2 separate regions of the Mus musculus genome follow, and region 2 is linked to region 1. A link is a contact called in public HiChIP or PLAC-seq data. All regions are on one chromosome and are shown on one strand. The core of a region is the stretch at or near the end of the contact, and the rest is flanking DNA. Distances in the headings are between cores, read along the strand shown. Region 1 holds the start of Icos (inducible T cell co-stimulator). Region 2 has its middle 160 kb from the start of Icos.

Region 1 (4,932 bases), core at 708-3,207:
GGGAAGGGACCCACACTAAAAAGTGTAAGTCACTTACACATGCCTCATTGAGGACAGGCTAGAACTGAGGCAGTCACAGGAGACCTCAGCTACATCTTAGTGGCAGGCCTTGGCATGAATGACTCTTTCTGGTTAGTTAAGAGTGGGCACTTGAGAACTAGACTCTTCAAATGCCAGCACAGCCACTTCCTATAGGGCTTGGGCGAGGCCAGGCCTTTTACTTTTCTTTGCCTCATTTTTCCCTATTTCTGAGATGAGGAAAATAGTGGCCCACGATTCATAAAGTAAATAACAATATGCATAGAATAATATGAATATGTATGCACACAAAAAGTCCATTAAAACAATTTAAGCATACTATTAACTATATTCATAGTATTTGGTATTCTCTATACAAAGTAAGCCATTTGTTATTCTACATTGAAGTGTGTGTGTGTGTGTGTGTGTGTGTGTGGTATGGTGTGTAGTATCCATGTGTTGTGTGTAGTCTATGAGCAGTCATTGAGAGGCCAGAAGAGGACACTGGGCACCTTCCTCTATCATTCTTCCTGCTGTTCCTTGAGACAGGGTCTCTCATGGAACCTGACACTCACCATTTTGCTTAGGCTGACTGACAAGTGAGCTCTGAGGATCCTCCTGTCTGCCCTCCTGTGGTGTTCTGTGGTTACAGGCATGCACAACCACACCCAGGTTTTGCAAGGTTGTTAAGGATTTGAACTCAGGTCCTTATGTTTGACAGCAAGTGCTTTTACCCACTGAGCCATTTCTCATCCTCTTTACCTTTAAATTATATATATCATATATATATATATATATATATATATATATATATATATATATATAATATATATACCACATATATATTATATTATATTATATTATATTATATTATATATAATATTATATATAATTAATTAAGATATATTTCATATAAAATTTAGGTGGCTGTAAATAAATTATTTGCATTATTGCCATTGCTACTGTCTTTTTTCTCTTTCTGCAGAGACAGAGATTTTTATCAGGCATCTTAGCTTTCTTGCTTCATTTGCACCATACATGCAGACAGACTCTCGAGTTTCTACAGATGACTGTAACTTAGAGAAAAGGGGTTAAGTCACTTTAAACCTGACCCTATCATTTATAAAATCATAATCTACAATGAACACCATATAAATATTATTTCTCATATTCCAGGAATATTCCTCTTTCAGATGTTTTAAAATGTCATTTTCTTAAAAACTTTCATTTATTTTCTGTCCTATTTCAAAGGCCTTACATCTCTGGAGTAAATAGCCCTGACAAATGTGTCAAAATATGCCTTATTCATAATTTGTGTTGGATCCTGCAGTCCCCAGTAGCTATTGATATAGAGATCTGAATGAATTGCTTCTGAAAATGATGGGCTTTGTGTTTCTAACCAGAAAGAGGGTCACATTTTCTTCCTGCCTTCATGATCAACAAAAATCTGTGAATTAAGCATCCACCCTACAAACGGTAATGCTTTCCACCCAGCAGTGATATGAATGGTCCATGAAGTCCCTAGAAGCACAAATGACACATAAATAGCTTTGAAAATGAAATCCATCCATCCATCCATCCATCCATCCATACATACATACATACATACATACATGCATCCATTCATCCTTCCATTCTCACATCCATCCATTCACTCATTCATACATGCATGCATCCATCTATCCATTCATCCATTCATCCATCCATCCATCCATCCATCCATTTATTCACACATCCATGTATTCATTCACACATTCATCCATCTAGTCATTCATTTACGCATCTATCCATTCATACATCACCGGGTACTTGCCATGCAGGAGGCGCTGTGATAGCTCTCCAAGTAGAAGTGGATGATAAATGTGACACCACATCAACCTCCACAAACCCACTTCCTCTCCAGAAAACTGAAAACAACTGAGATCACGACTTCACTGACACTTTTGAGCACTGGAGGAGAAGACTGCAACTGCTCCTGGCAGACATGAAGCCGTACTTCTGCCGTGTCTTTGTCTTCTGCTTCCTAATCAGACTTTTAACAGGTGAGTGGCCATCCATAGCTCTTATTGAGTTCTACTTCAAGAGAACATTAAGAAAAATCTGAAGTAGAAAAATTAAGTAAAAATGGAAAATGATTTTATTTTATTTTATTTTATTTTATTTTATTTTGTTTTTAACAAGCACAGACAGTTTCAGAGGCACTGAAGCTCACGGCTCAGGGCGTCATGCCCGGTCAGCGTGGATGTCAGTGCTTCTTTTGATACTGTGTTTTAACATGAAAAAGTACATTTCAACAGACCATTAAAATTTTAAATTACTTGTTCAAAGTTACCTGACAGTGTATAAAGTAGGAGAGTAGCTCACTCTTTTTAGAGAAAGATGAAAGGCAAGATTATTTGTGTCAAAAGAATAGAAATTGAATAGCCCTGGAAATCCTTCTATAGTAGAGAAAAAAGTGGATGACTTCCAAAAGGAAAATTTTGACTTTACTCTTACCTGGTTGGTCCTAAGTCTTAAATGTACAGTCTGCCATAGGGTTGGTGGTTTTTGTTTTGTTTTGTTGCTTTTTATTTTTGATTGTTTTGTTTTTCAAGACAGAGCCATACCAATCCTGGCTTATCTTATAAGGCTTTTAGACACTAGATATGAAGATCACCCCAAATGTAAAAAGGGGGAGAAAATGACTGACAGCATTCACTAGTCCCTCTAGACCTTAAACATTCTGGAATCTTTGACTCTTTTTCGTGGGTGACATTTATCAGACTCTACATGAGAAGTTTAAAGAGGGTCATGTGCAGTGTAAGTAATTACATACAGTCTTTTGCTGCTTCTTATTATATGCACTTACATACTGTTCTTGAAATTGGGATAAGTGAAGTGAAACATTAAGTGGTGGGAAATGCCTTTAATAGGAGAAGCAAAAGCAGAATGCTCAGTGGTATAAGTCCATCTGGAAATGCATTTTTTTCAGTGGTAGAAAGAAGGAGACATTACTTTTCTCTCCAAAAAGAAGTCAAACCTAAAATTGGATTTATTAAACATTTAGTATTGTGCTGTTTCAAAGGCACTCAAATGTTCTTAAGAAGGATGAAGAGCGAAGACCTTGTTGTATTTACCTGGAAGAAGTACTAAGAACAGCTCTGGGCCAGATGTGTTTTCTACTCTGCACGCTAGTTTTACAACCCCCCTGAAAAGCTTAGCAGCATACGTGAAACAAGAAAAACCATGGCAGGGAGATCCACTCATTTACTCATCCACTCATCCGTTCATTCACGCATCACTGGACACTTGCCATGCAGGAGATGCTGGGCTGGCTATTGTATAAACAGTGGTGAGCAAGACCAGGCAGGCCCACTCTGCTGAGACTAGCTGAGTACTAGTGAAAGAGACATGAATCAAACAATCGTATGAATTGATGGCAAGAGAGGGCACCAAGGATCCAGGTCAGACAGGGAGGTGTGTGTGTGTGTAGCTAGAGCCATACAGACTGTTCTGTGGAAATGACGCTTGAGTTGAAATTGGAAGGACAGATAGGAATCAGTGGGAAGAGCAGTGTCAAGAGAGGAAAGACAATTCAATGGAAAGTCAATCCAAAGGATCTGTAGTTTTCAAGGAAGGTCAGAGGGCTGATGTGGCTGAGCACAGGGAGGAAGGGAAGCTGGGCATGATGCCAGATGAGGCTAAGAAAGAAGTCAGTGGTCAGACTTCTCAGCCCACAGGGCCATGCTAAAGAGTTTGGAATTTCTTCCAAGAACATTTGTACAAGTTATTGCATGGTTGGTTTGGGATGCATCAAAAGTTTTCTGTATCCCAAACCCATTCGGGTAGTTGTGGTGGTGGTGCTGTACTCAAAAGACTTGTATCAACAGTGGTGTCATTTCTGTAGAGGGATGGATTCAGCTGTAGGATTCTCATGAGTTGCCAAGCTAAGCTGATCAATAAGATCTTCTGGAATAGTCACCTGAGATCCTTAGTGAGTAAAAACCAATGTTCGTTAGTCTTATGACACAAAAAAAACTGTGTTATGTAGAATGCCATTTTCCAATGACAGGTAAACAGGGGTAATAAACATGCCAATGATCATCATATTAAACGTTGCCCTAGGTCACACACACCCAGGAACTCCTAATTTCATAGCTATAAACAGAACCAAACTGCAGGAAACTAAACACTCATGGGTAGTTATAACACTTTTAGTGTTTCTAACTCTTGGCTCTGTCTTGACAAAATGATACAGGGATTCTTGCCCTCAGGCAGTACTGATAAAGACTCATAAACCAGGGAAGGCTAAGTGATTTGTCACACAACACTTAGTGGCAGAACCATTGGTAGAAGCCCAATGTGCCCAGCTCCATTGAAGATTTGTGAACAACACAAATTAAGAAGATTGAGAATTAAGAAGGTTGAGAGTCTTGAACATTCCCAGTCTTCAATGGATCTCAGTGTAAAAGTCTACAAAATATTTTTGTTTTAATGATTCTGGAATGGCAGAAGGCTCTTTCTTACAGAAGGATCCGCAGAAAGAAGCTATAAGAGAAGAGCCCCTACTTGGGCAATGGGGGTGGTGTGGGTGACCTGCTGAATTCTGGCTTTAGGAAGACTACTTTGAAGGCAGTGTAGAGTGAAGCCAGTGGCAATGACTGACAGCTGGTGATATCCAGCAAATGCTTGTCTCAGAAGGTATTCTCCTAGGAAGCTGGGATGGTAGACCTCAGACTCACTCTATCTCTGACAGTGACTGAACAGTTACTCGAGAATCCCACCATCTCTGGAGAAATAGCCATTTGGTGTTCTTAGCACCAGATCCTCCCCACAGAGCTCAGAGAGGTCTGGGGTGATGAGCTGACCTCTGGGTCCTCCCTTTGAGCACCTGTTTCTAGAATTCAAACTGCATTGAAAAACTCTGCATTGCTA
Region 2 (4,932 bases), core at 628-3,127, 160 kb after region 1:
TCCAAACTTCTTAAAGAGGTTGAATATTTTCCTCTGACTGTGCCTCATTAGAGCTCAGAGATCAAGAGTAAGGCAGGAAAAAGGAGGCGGGAAGAGAAAGTGAGAAACAGAGAAACCAAACCGTGGGAGGCAGAGATACTAGACCCTAAGACAGGGGTGGAAGCCACTGGGACTCAGTCATAAGAAGCCATTTGTTTTGTTTAACTATTTGTAGATAAAACAAAGACCAACATTTGAAAAGCCTCATGTCTCTGAGGCTAAGAGCACACACTGATCTTCCAGAGGACCGGAGCTAAGCTTCCAGCATCCACACTAGGCAGGAGGCAGCACACTGCTGCCTGTAACTTGTCAGAGAACCCAATACCTCTGCCCTCCAGGCACAGACAAATAATTTAAAATAATAAATATCAATACTGAAAACGATCTGATAATAAAAGAGAGACAGAGAGAGCAATAGCTATAGTAAGGCTGCAGTTCTCCTTGGGTAAGTCAATACGTGTTAGCCGGATCTGCTGGGTGTTGCATCCATTAGCCAGATCTACGATAGTTGCGGGGTAGGGGTGGAGTTGGGATGGGTGTGTGTGGTGTGATCCACCGGGGATGATGGGTTGTTAGTTCAGGCTTCCAGGGTGGAGCGAGTGAGCAAGTGGAATTTCCACTAAGGTGCTACCCAGAGTTTGTGTGCCCACGCTCGGCGCTACATACCAGGTGCATTAAAACCAACATTAATTAGGTAAAATAAACAATTGGAGCTTTCTGCAGGGCGTTCCACTTAAATACTAGATTCCTTTTACACTGTTGCTTCATGCTGCTTCTGACCTCTTTTCTGGTACAGTTTTGAGATAGGGCTAAGTAGCTCTGGCTCTCCTGGAACATTCGGAGATCCATAGGCCTCTGCTCCTCCCGCCCCCTTTACCCCACCCCACCCCTGGACACCACCATGCCAGGCCAGGCCATACTTTTTGTTTTTTAATGTTCTTGTATATTTCTGGTCACAGCAACTGTTCTTTCTATAAAGAAATTTCTTCAGATGTATAAACAGGCAATCACATTGTAAGTTTTATCTGATTATTTTTCTCTGTGGGAGAATTCCCGGAAGGATCGAGGGATATCTGTCATCCCTGCTCCAAGCTATCTACCCATGGTTGTTCTGTGAATATCTACAGTCATGTGACCGCCTACGTGTATTTTGTGGCTTTTAGAAAACTGTTACCAATTTCAAAAGATCACACAAAACTCCTGAGAACAAAATAAGGCTATAACACGGGTTTCACAGTCCTGAATTTGTATTTATCACAAACCCACTCACTCTCCAGTTCAGAACCCCTTCTCTTGGGAGCATCTTTGGTTCGTACAGTTAGTACAGATTCTCCCCACCCTCTATTCTTCCCATCACAGATATTCAGAAAATAGAAAGTATATACTGGAGGATCTATAGAATTTGCAAGTTTTGGAAAGCTATAAAATAAAAATTTTCTAGACCGGAGCTCATCTCATCTCATTCTGATTTTGAATTTAAAAAAAAAAAAAGTTAAAACAGCGGGATTGGGTTCAGTTTACTCAAGTACTCAAATTACTGGGTGGAAAACTCCAGTTGAAGTCGATGTTCTTTTCCTAAAAGCAATTTGTTCATATGTAAAGAATAAGAAGGCAGTGATGCCCCTCTTATTTTCCCTTGAAGCCCTGAGGGGTCTCCTTGATGCTTGGGGTTCCTGAAAGAGCCTAAATCCGCAGACCCTGCGAGAGTGGGGGCGGGGAAGCGCCCCCCCCAAAGAATTACCCTCATCTTCCTCCAGGTGTCACTACAGGCCTGCGCATTTCTTTCGCCTCCCCTCACCCTCCTTGTCCATTGATAAAGTGGAGGGTGATTTGTGATCCGCCTCGCTGTGATTGCGGAGGGAAACAGCCATCTTGGCTTGTCTCAGTAGTAGATTTGTTTTTCTAATTTCTTTATACTTGAAGGTTTACCAGATGCTTTATTGCCAGAGCGAGGCTGACTTGCGGTCTCTTTTCTTTCTCCTATCCCCGGCCCCGCACCCCTCCTTTTTGTTCCTAGAGACAATCAGTGTCTCTGGTCCCAGCTGCCACTGCTGATTTTTCATTACAGTTTAATTTAAAACTGGGATTGGAATGGAAATGTCTTTTTGCCATTTGGGGTTTGCAAGGCCTGTGGTTTTATTGCCAAAGGCACAAATGTTAGTTACTACTGTTTTTCCAGAGTTTGCTGGGGAGGGGTGGAGGTAGAGATGTGGGGGGTGAGAAAGACAGCTGGACTCTACAAAAGTGGGAGGGGAAATAGAGGGGGAAATCCCTCTCTGAAGGCAACGTTATTCTGAGAACTGTTTTGTCTGATGTTTTCAAGAATCTCATTTGGGTCTCGAGGAGGAGAAGCTAGAGATGTATCTCCTTAAATGTCCTTCCCTGTAGGTTAAATATTTGTCAGCCCAGCTAGTGAGATACTAGATGGATCACTATAGAGGGTGATCACCAGGTGGGATCTGCACTGCCGGGGGGTGGGGGTGGGGTTGGGGGAGATGGGTTCCCGCTTAAGGATAGTACATCTGTGGATCCACTTGACTGCAGCTGGCAATGGGAACACCCAAGGAGGGACTGCTCTGTGTACAACCTCAGAGGGAACAGTCTGTTTATAATTGCCATCACATAACGTCTTTCACTAGCTTCTGCCTTCTTGCTCCTTTGCAATTCTCGAATTGCACTCTTAGAGTTTATTATCCGCCAGTCACGGAACCCAGTCCAGTCACAGGCTGGTCCCTATAATCCCTCAGAAGGTTCTTAGTGATGGGCTGAGGGCTGGGGAGAGGCTTCAGTGCCCTTAATCCCTGCACTGTGGAGGTAGAGACAGGAGGACCCTGGTACTGACTGACCAACCAGCTTAGTCTAATTGACAAGTTCCAGGCCAAAATGAGATAGAAAGTTGCTGAGGAATGATACCCTGGGTTGACCTTTGGCCTCAAGATAGGCACGGGGTGGGGGTGGGGGGCGCGCGTGAGCACACACACACACACACACACACACACACACACACACACACTTACCAGTTTAATGGACTGATTTAATTATATTCAAATCCTCCTAAGATTGGCTATGTTTGTACTACTTGAGTGTAAAACTGTGAGAGAAGGACATTCGTACTCGAAAGTAGTCCTGCAGGAACAGCAGGCAGGCAGGCAGGGAGAAAGGAAGCCTTCCTCCGAAAGCCCACATTTAAATACTTAGTATCTTAGTATCGACATTGAGAACAGTTGTTTCCCAGTTGTAAGGGATCTGCAGAAGCCAGAGTGTCTTATCTGTCATGCTAAAAAACAATTACTGTCTCCCATCCCAGCAAGAGCCCTGCTCTTCCCGGATACACCAGTTTGGGATGTCAAACTGAATGCTCCATTATCTCCAAGATCCCGCTGACTCCTCACAGGTTGAACATTTCAACTTCCCTCCAACTGGCCTCAGGCAGCTGGGAGGCTCGTGAGCCTGCCTGGGGTAGACACATCTCACTGTGCGGAACAACTCAAAGGCTCTGGGAACTTCCCAGGGCCCTTCCAGTTTCTGTTGTCAGCCTGCGTGTTTTGTGTGCTCTTGGTTAATTGGGACATTTTGTCCAAAAGCAGCCACGTACCAGGCAGGGCCCTTTTATAAATTGCCCCTATTGGCTCTGGAGTTTTCCATTCTCCTGCTAGAAGGAGGAGAGGAAGTGGTTGGAGCAACCTTCCAGAGATCCCACAGACTTATTTCCAAGACCCTTTTGGTCATCTTCAAAACCCACAAGAACATTCTAGTGGTTTCCTCACAGAAGCCATCCCACATCCCATTAACAAAAGGAGAGAGAGATCCACTCCAACTCCCCCCCCCCATCCAGTAGGTCAGAGTTCATGACACACACAAGGGGAAAGAAAACAATAACAAGGAGAGAGAGGCAGGCATTTAACTCCCCCGCCCCCACAAACATTCCGCCCCAACCCCAGCTGCCCTGCCTCGCTCTGACAGCCACCCATGGAACAAACAACAACAAATCTCTCACATGTCCTCAGCCATGTGTGTTGCTCAGAAGAGTATTCGTGTTGCTAAACTGTTCAATGTGACTCTGAAATATGGGTGAGGAAACTCACTCACTCCCCAGAGAAGGAGGGAATGGGTCTTTGAAGAAAAGAGTTATTTTGGAATGCACACCATTTTTTTTCTGGGTGAAGAAAATTGCCCTGCTCCTACCTTTTGCCAGTCAAAAGGGATACGTGGAATTCCAAGCAAGAGACTCCCAGGGCTGATGGGTCTATGCTATGAGGAAGGAGGTCAAATCTTTAAATACTTTCCCTGGGGGACCACATGTTGTGGTGAGCCCCTGACAAAGCAAATATTGCAGTCAGAAATTTCCCAGTGTTTACCAGGGAAAATCCGGGGAACCCGTGGGCTGAGTATTAACTGTCCTGTGTGACAGGGAAACGGGTGTTTGCTCTTCCTCTGGGCTACCAGACCCTCTTCAGAAATCTCTTGGAAGTTCTCGTAAACTTGCATCGGCGGCCACATATGGGATCCATTAACAACTTATTTCTGCTTGTTCATAGCAAATTTTTGTCTGGTGACTGCGTCTGAACTTTGGGGTGTTTTTGTTTGGCTTTACACCACAGAGAATCCTGTTGACTGCTTTGAGGTTTGAGAAAATATTTAGCAATAAGCGGGCTGTGGTTGGGGTGAGACAAGCAACTGTGATTGAAAGTTGGTGGACCGTTTGCTCCTCTAGGAAGCAGAGGGACAATTTTCTTCTTCAGAATTCAGGGGATTCTAGAAACTGCCAGCAGCTCTCTGGGAAGACTTTTTCCCCTTTCCTGATGAAATTAATAGGCAAGGGCTTTCTGGCTATCTCTACCTGTTTCGGAGTAGAAATTTGGGAAGGTTGCTTTGCCAGGATCCTTTGTTTCA

The links. HiChIP or PLAC-seq counts read pairs in DNA pulled down with a chosen protein or histone mark.
Region 2: a contact with region 1 is called in a BATF HiChIP or PLAC-seq map of CD8 T cells, with 23 read pairs. The contact joins the enhancer-like site here to the promoter of Icos in region 1. A contact is called at or near these places in 1 of 15 datasets of contacts at CTCF or cohesin (CD8 T cells), 10 of 484 Hi-C or Micro-C datasets (CD4 T cells, CD8 T cells, Th1 cells and 4 more), 2 of 115 datasets of contacts at active chromatin or transcription factors (CD8 T cells and regulatory T cells) and 1 of 9 other capture datasets (pancreatic islet).

The regions. Positions count from the first base shown.
Region 1 is chr1:60,975,957-60,980,888 of GRCm38.p6, forward strand. It overlaps Icos (inducible T cell co-stimulator), which reads left to right and starts at 1,958. Exons shown (of 5, transcript NM_017480.2): 1 at 1,958-2,060. The coding sequence starts at 2,003.
Region 2 is chr1:61,137,579-61,142,510 of GRCm38.p6, forward strand. No RefSeq gene overlaps it. Among named protein-coding and RNA genes, the nearest start is that of Icos, 160 kb to the left of the region's middle. Within about 2 kb of position 1,878, at least 74 of the 459 cell types and tissues checked have an H3K27ac peak or open chromatin away from gene starts, as enhancers often do. A contact at or near this core is called in CD8 T cells, Th1 cells, Th17 cells and 1 more, where this site is marked.